Regions from separate parts of the Danio rerio genome. Here region 1 is linked to region 2. The links are chromatin contacts, called in public Hi-C maps. All regions are on one chromosome and are shown on one strand. The core of a region is the stretch at or near the end of the contact, and the rest is flanking DNA. Distances in the headings are between cores, read along the strand shown. Region 1 holds the start of pcyt1ba (phosphate cytidylyltransferase 1B, choline a). Region 2 holds the start of mtfr1 (mitochondrial fission regulator 1).

The links. Hi-C and Micro-C count contacts between places; a contact is called where the count stands out from the background.
Region 1: a contact with region 2 is called in a Hi-C map of hematopoietic stem cells, with 3 times the contacts expected there. The contact joins the promoter of pcyt1ba here to the promoter of mtfr1 in region 2. A contact is called at or near these places in 4 of 18 Hi-C or Micro-C datasets (caudal fin, embryo, hematopoietic stem cells and 1 more) and 1 of 4 datasets of contacts at active chromatin or transcription factors (caudal fin).

What each region holds. Positions count from the first base shown.
Region 1 is chr24:28,880,675-28,885,593 of GRCz12tu, forward strand. pcyt1ba (phosphate cytidylyltransferase 1B, choline a) reads left to right here and starts at 3,639. Exons shown (of 8, transcript NM_001082946.1): 1 at 3,639-3,781. The coding sequence starts at 3,743.
Region 2 is chr24:28,688,777-28,693,346 of GRCz12tu, forward strand. mtfr1 (mitochondrial fission regulator 1) reads left to right here and starts at 2,880. Exons shown (of 8, transcript NM_001008578.1): 1 at 2,880-2,959; 2 at 3,386-3,487; 3 at 3,565-3,666. The coding sequence starts at 3,452. It overlaps armc1 (armadillo repeat containing 1), which reads right to left and starts at 151. Exons shown (of 7, transcript NM_001008609.1): 1 at 1-151.

The sequences.
Region 1 (4,919 bases), core at 2,389-4,888, 190 kb after region 2:
CCACCTACTGGCTGAACGATGCAAGGTGCGGAAAGAGTCTTTAAAAATAAATATTTGCAATGAGCAAAAAACAGCACATGCACACAAAAATCGTTTCTAAAATAAACCATGTTTTTATTGTTGTGTATGTTTTTTTGTAGGCCTATTGATAATTTGCATAAACGAAGTTAGCCTAATAAAACCATGATACATTTGTGGCCAGCACGTCTTAACGACTAAAACCTTGTTTGTTTTTCCTAAAATGTGTCTTGAATTAATATACTCGTTTAAGAAAGTGGATGCTAATTAACATTTAGATTGATTAGCAAGTATACGAGTGCATGCATTTTCTTCCCAGTGTGCAATTTTGCCTGTTGATGAAAAAATTAATTAGTTTGCATGAAAACCTTTGAGAGACCAGAATGAAATGAATGTCACTTAAATGAAGTTATTCAAGCCTTCGTATTACGTCAAACAATACTCAAGGGAATCTCAGCATTCAAGAAAGATCAAAGAGAATATCCTTAACCTTGAATCAGCACACTTATGTCTCATTGCAATTGGCTCAAAAAAAATGTTTCCCCCCAAATCCTCTCAGTGTCTTAAGGAGAGAGTCTCTTATCTTTGTAAATGATCTTTCCGTTTATTTTCTTTTTGATTATGACACAGACCGATAACCTTTTCGAGCTTGAGCACAGCTGCTTCACGAGCAGTCGGAGGAGAATCTATTAGCCACGGACACATCGATGGAAATCTGCCGTCTGAGTCTCGGGGGGGAAACGGCAGTCAAAAGTACATAGCCTGGGTCTGAGAGGAAAATGAGACTGAATCTTCATGCTGATGAGGAGGAAACTCATGAGAGGAAATCACATCTCTCTGGCCAGCTCTCCTGGACCACACCGTGCCTCTCTGAGGGTGAGAGGTGATTCTTCAAAGCTCTCCAAGCTCTTCTGCTCAGTCCGGTCACCGAAATAATTACCTGTGCTGAATGAAAGAAACCCACTGGCACTCCATAGAGATGCACATCGGCAGTCAAAGAAGCCTACATGACTGTGCTGAATGGCGCTAGTGTTATTCCCTTAATTTAGTTTGTTATGAAAGAGGATCATTAAAGGACACTGAAACATAAATCCAAATTTACAGGTTTGTTGTTTAATAGGCAAGGGGTTGACAGCATTGCATGAAAGTTTTGTGGGAAAATATTAACATATTGCATGAGATGCTTCTAGATTTGTTATGTAAATTCCAGGTCTTGATTTCTCCGTTAGGATTTTAACTTTTTATATTAATAAATAAACACTTTATCCACGTAAAAGCACTACCTAAAACTGAAACAATGGTGCCACCAAGTGGAGAACAACTGAAGTGTTCTTAAAACGTTTGCTGGACTGAAGTAAATCATGTGGAGGCTTTAATCTGCATACTAAAGATGCATAAAGCTGCAGAGTATTTAAAATACTGATATTGTGATATTCTATCTATTTGTGATCGATTTGTGATATTTAATATAGGGTTAGGGTTTCACCAAATCGTTATATATATCATTAATAAAAAATGTGTCTATAAAAAATTCACACGTCCTAATTACGTGTCTTAGGTCCGTATGAGTGTCTTAAATTGTAAGATGTTTAAATTTGCCATACTGTCAAACTTTTCAGAATAAAATCCATTTTAAACTACAGAATTAACCATTACAAAACTTTCATTTTTTTCTGAGTTTTCAAACAGACTGCGAATGATCATATGATATGTAATTATTTTTATATATTTTTTATAAATAATAAATATGCAAGTATTTTTAGCTTTAGCACTCAGTGTTAATGTTATTGCTTTTATTACTATTATTATTACCATTATTAATATTAATATTAATAATATTAATAATAATAATTAATATTAGAGTGATTTCTGAAGGATCATGACTCTGAGAACGGGATTAATGAAGCTGAAAATTCATCTTCAAAACCACTGGAATAAATTCTTAAATAAAATTATAAGCCACTTTTAAACATTTACTCTATACTGCAAAACCGTTTCACAATATTTACTGTATTTTTGCTGAAATAAATGCAGCCTTGGTGAGCAGGATAAGCTTATTTTAAAACATTTAAAAATCATATTGACTCCAAACTTTTGACTGGTAGTGTATATTGAACTCTTAAATGCTCAATGTAAATACATGATTTCTAAAAAAAATTAATAGTTTGCTAATAAACTCTTCAGACACACGTGTCTTAAATTTTAAGATGTTAAATCATCTTACACACATATCAAATTGTAAGATGTATCAATCTGCCATACTGAACTTTCCAGAATAAAATAGATTTAAAACCACAGATTTAACTATTACAAAACTTTGATTTATTGTTTATTTATTTATAACTTTTATTTCAAACATTGACTGCAAAAGATCACATCATAGATAATTTTATATGCATTTTTTTAGGAATAATAAATATGCAAGTATTTCTTTAGATTTGGCACTCAGCGTTAACACACAGACGTTTGTGTGTGTGTGTGTGTGTGTGTGTGTGTGTGTGTGTGTGTGTGTGTGTGTGTGTGTGTGTTTTAATGCTTTGAACTGGATTTAAAACCCCTATAATCTATCCATTATGATTACAAATGGCATCACTATTCACGATATTTGCAGCCTGACCAACTAAAATACAAATAAGTTTGTAAATGAACTCTACAACGCTCTTTTTGTTTAAAGAAGTTAAATCAAAGAACTAAAACTAACTCCATCTCTATCCGCCGATGTAAAACCACTTTTTTCTATTTTTTTTTTATAATGCATTAGTAATTTACAAATACAACAAAAACAGGCAACAAACAAAAAGTCCAAAGATAACCGAAACAAAACAGAAAAAAAACAAATGGAAGACATTTACAAGACGCGAAAAACAGATTCATAATAGCTTACAATAGACAGAACTTTTACATTTTTTTACAGCTTTGAGATACTTTATTAACACAGTAATAAAGTCTACATTTGTGAATAAACCATTTCAAAATAATAAAATTAATAAAATTGTACATTTTTATCAACATTTTCAAAACAACAATTTTTTTTTGCATTCAATGTTATGAACATATTATTTTTAACATAATCCGAAAAATTATTTGCAAAATAGTTGCGCACTATGACAATCAACAAATATAAGTGACAAAAGGATTCCTCATTGCTTTCTCAATATCTGAAAATTTGGAAACACGTTGGTTGGGTATAGTTTATGTAAAATCTTTACATTTTTGAATTTCTCTTACTTTATATGAAAATTTTTCAATATCATATTTGTATGGTAGCAGCCTGCCATAATAAAAAATTCCAATAAAATATCCCTCTTGGAATAACTTGTTAAAATCAACCTCTTTGATGCAGCACAATGATGAAGGAAGAATCACAGAAGCTGCACAATGATGGCGCTACAGCCTGCTAAGCCAATCACAAGCGCGTATGCTAGTTAGACAGTAGGACACGCCTGCTAACTGGTCCTCCTCAGACTTGCCACCGCCCTCGCCAACAGACTCTTCCATCGTTGAGCGCTCCAGTGTGAGTGGAGCGCGCCGCTTCCTATTGGTCAGCACAGGCGAGAAGGGGCGGGTTTAAGATGCTGAGAGAAGCAAAAGTGGGCGGTGACTTAGACAGTCTGGCTGGAGTAGAGCATCCTTAACCGAGGCTCTGCTAGCGGCTCCAAACTGATGCTGAGTCAGGTACAGGTGGAGTCACACAACCTATTTTACCTCAGAACCTCCAGAAATCATGGAGGAGCTGGAACATACCTGTCCGCTGCCACGAACGGTGAGAAATACGAGTCGGTGAGGGTGTATGTGAAACGAGAAAACGGTCGGCTCACTTTCTCTTTGTTTTGACATGTTGTTTTGGTCTTTTTGTGCGCTGTCATGGTGACGTCGAGCTTGCGAAACTGCATTTTAAAGCGCTTGATGCAGCTTTGAGCTCTTTTAATCCTCTGGCAGATGTTGGTTTTAAATGGGAGAGTCAATGTTAATGTCTGAGTCTGCGTTTATCTGCCCTTCTGTGATGTTGCTCCTCCTTCTCACCTTGTGTTGAATTCTGGGAAAGGTCCACAGCATCCTTCTTTTTTCCTATGGGAGTGAATTATGCATCAATTCACTGTGGAGATATATTTGTTTTTGCTCCAATGAGTAATTAGAAGTTACACCTACACTGCATGTTTATTTTAGATATGAATGCACCAGAATGTAGGTTTTTCATGTTGGCTGACAATAAGAAGCTCTTAGTGGTTATTCCCTGAACAGATTGATGGGGAGTATTGTTCTTAAAAGCACTGGAAGGCTAAAATCTAAATGAATTTTTCATATTTTTGAAATGTGTTTCATAGGGCTGGGCGATTTGGCCTAAAATCAAAATCCAGATCAATTATATATTTAAACTCTATTACGATTGCCTTCATAGTTCACTGACAAGTTTTGTACAGTAAATAAGCATTGCTTTCATATGTATTAAGTCAGAGATTTTTTAAATGAAGTGTGCATGACTTAATAACTAAAGGATTCACACAATATCTTCTATATATGCTTATTTAGTGAACATCAACATTGAGCAATTGAAATTAAAACACAAATGACCTAAAACCAGCGGTCATTTTTTTCCAAAAAAAAAAATTAATATAATAACTGCTACTTTTGAAAACAAAAGAAATAATTATTTAAATGATTTTCATGTTAAAAGTAGAAAATAAGCAGTATCTTTTCTAAATAAAAGAGCTCTTGCATATCTTGTAAATAATATTTTGAACAGTGCATTTATTGCATCTTCTGTACACAAATATTTTAATGTAAATAATAACATTAATGTAATAGAAATTATTCTGTCTCAAGGCATCTCTGGAGCATCAAGGCTCAAGAATGGCTCCACTTGACTAGAGATCAGATGTAGCTGCAAAGCCTTTAGCAGG
Region 2 (4,570 bases), core at 1,630-4,129:
GGACGCTCCTCGCTTCGGATGATTCCTGTCCAGTTGCTGGATCCAAAACCACCGACAAATCAACTGCTGACGGAAACCAGACTGGATATGAGGACGACAGTAAACGAAGTTAAAATTCTGTGTGACCAGCTGTTCTGGTCCGGTTTATTTTGCCATTATCTGCGGAGCTTTTTTAGCAGACCGTGTAACACTTCCTGAATTTAGACCAGCTTATTGGAGGAGGTGAGGTATGACGTCGTGCGGTTTTACCTAATCAGAAGGGGTTTTACTAAAGGATACATTATTTTTCATTATAAAGCTAAAAAAAAGAATAGCATGGGTATATATATATATATATATATATATATATATATATATATATATATATATATATATATATATATATATATATATATATATATAATAAAAAGTATAATACATTTGTATTATTTAATATGACAAATTAACGATACACAATATGTGAAAAATACAGTACTACACAATGCTACAATGCGTAAAACTATTGTACTGTTAGATGCATATAGATGAATGAATATAGAAGAATATCATTTTAGTACTATTTTAATTAAATAAATATGTGTATTTGCAGTAGATTCAATACATTAAAAATAAGTATATATGCTTGTCATTTCATTCATTTCTTCATTTATTTTCTTTTAGACTTATTTACATATTAAGTCGTAGTATTAGTCGTAATATTAGTTGTATAATATTTTATTAGTCGTATTAGTATTAGTTAGTAATATTAGTTCATATTCTTCTCGACAATAGATACAATGCATTAAAATAATAAATATATATGCCTGTCATTTCATTAATTTCTTAATTCATTTTCTTTTCAGCTTAGTCTCTTTATTAATCTGGGGTCGCCACAGCAGAATGAACCACCAACTTCCAGCATATGTTTTTAGACGCCCATCCAGCCGCAACCCATCACTAGGAAACATCCACACCTACTCATTCACACACACTACGGACAATTTTAGCATACCCAATTCACCTGTACCACGTCTTTGAACTTGTGGGGGAAACCCACGCAAACACAGGGAGAACATGCAAACTCCACACAGAAATGCCAACTGACTCAGCCGAGACTCGAACCAGCTACCTTCTTGCTGTGAGGGGAACATGCTACCCACTGCACCACCGCGACAACTGCCTGTCATTTCATTTTGTCATTAAATTTAATGACATAACATTTTGTTTATTCATTCATTCATTCATTTTCTTGTTGGCTAGTCCCTTTATTAATCCGGGGTCGCCACAGCGAAATGAACCGCCAACTTATCCAGCACGTTTTTACGTAGCGGATGCCCTTCCAGCCACAACCCATCTCTGGGAAACATCCACACATACACATACACGCACATACACTACGGACAATTTAGCCTACCCAATTCACCTGTACCGCATGTCTTTGGACTGTGGGGGAAACCGAAGCACCCGGAGGAAACCCACGCGAACGTAGGGAGAACATGTAAACTCCACACAAAAACACCAACTGAGCCGAGGTTCAAACCAGTGACCCAGTGGCCTTCTTGCTGTGAGGCGACAGCACTACCTACTGCACTACTGCTTCGCCCAACATTTTGTTTAGTTATCTAATTCTGGTTAATCAAGTTTTAGCAAATTACAACTAATAGTTTTCTAAATAAATGCCTGCTTTTATTTGTATTATATAAAATAAATAAATGTTACAAATGAACAAATCTTTAACAAATCTTAAAGTTTCTTTTTATGGTTATTGTGCTCTCAGGTGTACTAGTTTATTTATTATAATTTATATAATATTACACTTATTTAATTTCAGATTTGGTGTGTGTGTGTGTGTGTGTGTGTGTGTGTGTGTGTGTGTGTGTGTGTGTGTGTGTGTGTGTGTGTGTGTATTTATCTGCATATAGTCTTATTTAATGCATTTTACGTGTCATTTCCATTTAATATTTTTTGTATTGTAGGAGTAACAAATCAAAAGCATCTGACAAGAAAGCAAGTGGGCGACGCAGTGGCACAGTAGGTAGTGCTGTCGCCTCACAGCAAGAAGCTTGCTGGTTCGAGTCTCGGCTGGGTCAGTTGACGTTTCTGTGTGGAGTTTGTATGTTCTCCCCGCGTTCTCGTGGGTTTCCTCCGGGTGCTCTGGTTTCCTTCACAGTCCAAAGACAGGTGCATTGGGTAGGCTAAATTGTCTGTACTGTATGAGTGTGAATGAGTGTCTAATGTTTCCCAGAGATGAATAAATGATACATATGCTGTGGCCACCACGGATTAATAAAGGGACTAAGCCATAAAGAAAATAAATGAATAAATGAATGAAGCAAACAAGTAAAAAAAAAAAAATACTATATATGTGTGTGTTTATTGGACATTAGTAAAACGCATTTGCTTTATATTATAAAACGAAGGCAATTTAAGTAGACAGAACAAAAAGGCAGGTGTTTTCTCTTTAAACTGAAGACAAACAATTATAAAAATTCCAGTTATTGAGCGAAACGACGCTGACATCTGAACAAACAGGCGAAAAACATTCTCCCAGATAAACCACTTATATTCACACAATTCATACACAACAACAAACGATACATCATCACATCAATAAAGTACATGTGTGATACTTTTTAAAACATAATATTTTATAAAGTTATTCAAAGACAAATCCACACATGAATGAATTCAGTCAGTTACATCTACGCATGCCTAGTATATGTGAGTCATACTATGCTCTGATTGGCCAGCTGAGTTGCCTATCCACCATACTTAACCAGTGATTTTCTCGATAATTCTAGGACCCACCCATTTATAGAAAACCCTCAGATTTCATTGGCCAATTCTAAAAATCCAGCCCTCTTTTCCAAGCGACTGCTCCCGAACTGTGGAAAAACACACGGAATACCGCTGGTCTGGATGGCATTAGCATAGCACAGCAAGGACTAATAGAAACTTGTGTTACGCTACAGTTTACACGGTAAGACATTGATTTGCCCTATTATATTATAACCAACCAAAAGGGCATTTATTGCAACACTGAAACGATGACGCCTAGGCCTTATGCATTGTAAATTAAGTTTGTAGAAAGTTAGTCGTTCTTTGTTTGTCTGACATTCATGTTCTTCAGTGAGAAACAACTAGAAAAATGTGTAGTACCTCAGTGTTTTCTGGCAGATTTCAGTGTCAACAATATCACTATAAACAATGGATGTTTGTCACAAAGTTACTGTTTAGGAAACTGGGAATGGAGTTATGTGAAAAAATGTGAGATTGACTAATAATCATACGATTTTATGTTAAAAACCACTTTACATGATAGTATTAGTTAAAAATAAAATGTGAAGTTATATAATATCATCAAGATTGGGTTCTAACACAGTTATTTATTTATTTATTTTTTTAGGTTTTGATCTGAAGATGATTATTTATGACAAGCCATATCTATGACTGAAGATACTTCAATCTCAGGATGAGCAGAAACCATAGACGGATTGAAATGGACCTGGTAAATTCATACACATACTTATTTCAGAATATTCAATTCTTTGATGAAATGTATGATCATATTTGTGTCACTCTTAGGCTGTAGGTTCACCATCAAAGGATTATGGGTCATCCAGAAGTATTGTCAGAAGAATTGCCACAAATCTTCCACTGGCGCCTTGTCCTCGTGTACATTTTCAGGTAATAGAAGCTAAATTATTTTATGATTTAAATATATAGATTACAACAGGCTATTAAACCATGTTTGTGCTCTAAACACTCATATATTTGTAATTATTTTGATAGCCTTAGGTGGTCTGTTCATTTTATTCCATTATTATAACCATATTCATTGCAATTTTATTTGTACCTAAAAACTTTTAACACCTTCCATCTCTCAAGGGGTAGTTCACCCAAAACCAAAATATTGTTCAAAGTGGCGTCTCGCAATTTAGTTCTTAAAGTGTTTCGGTGCCTTCATACCTTCCATTAACTTTCATTTCCAGTTCCACATATCCTCATTTCTGTCCTCTTCTATTTTGATTACATTAGTGTGCTGACCATAAACACTCATGAATCACGGGATGGGTTTCAGCTCATATCTAATCCAACCTTTTCCTTCAGTCTAACCTTTACAATGAAAGTATGATGTCTTTAAATCCACCTTGAAACTTTTATTTCTGTCTGTTTTCTCTTCTCTGCCCTTCCTTCCAGCTGTCCTGTATGTCAGGAATGCAGCATGTCTGCTTTAGGTCAGTTCTCCCGTTCATTTTTGAAAAATGTAGGCCAAAACTGCTTTAAAATAAAAGCTTACAGTCATTATTTTTAATAAATAAAGCTTGCCATTAATTATGTACAATTTATAAAGAGCTGATTGACATTGTAATGTTCTAAATGTTCATGTCATTAAACACTAGATGAACATTTAAACTGGTTTTCCTGGTGATATTTACGTTACAGTGGCTGTGAAAACATATGCTGCTTGCTCTGTTGTTGTAGTTGTTTAAATGCTTCCAGTGTTTGCGTGTGTGTTTGTCTTTAGACTTGTAAAGTGCCCTAAAGGCAGGTGTTGTAATTATTAACTGTCCTTTTAACTGTCTTCGGG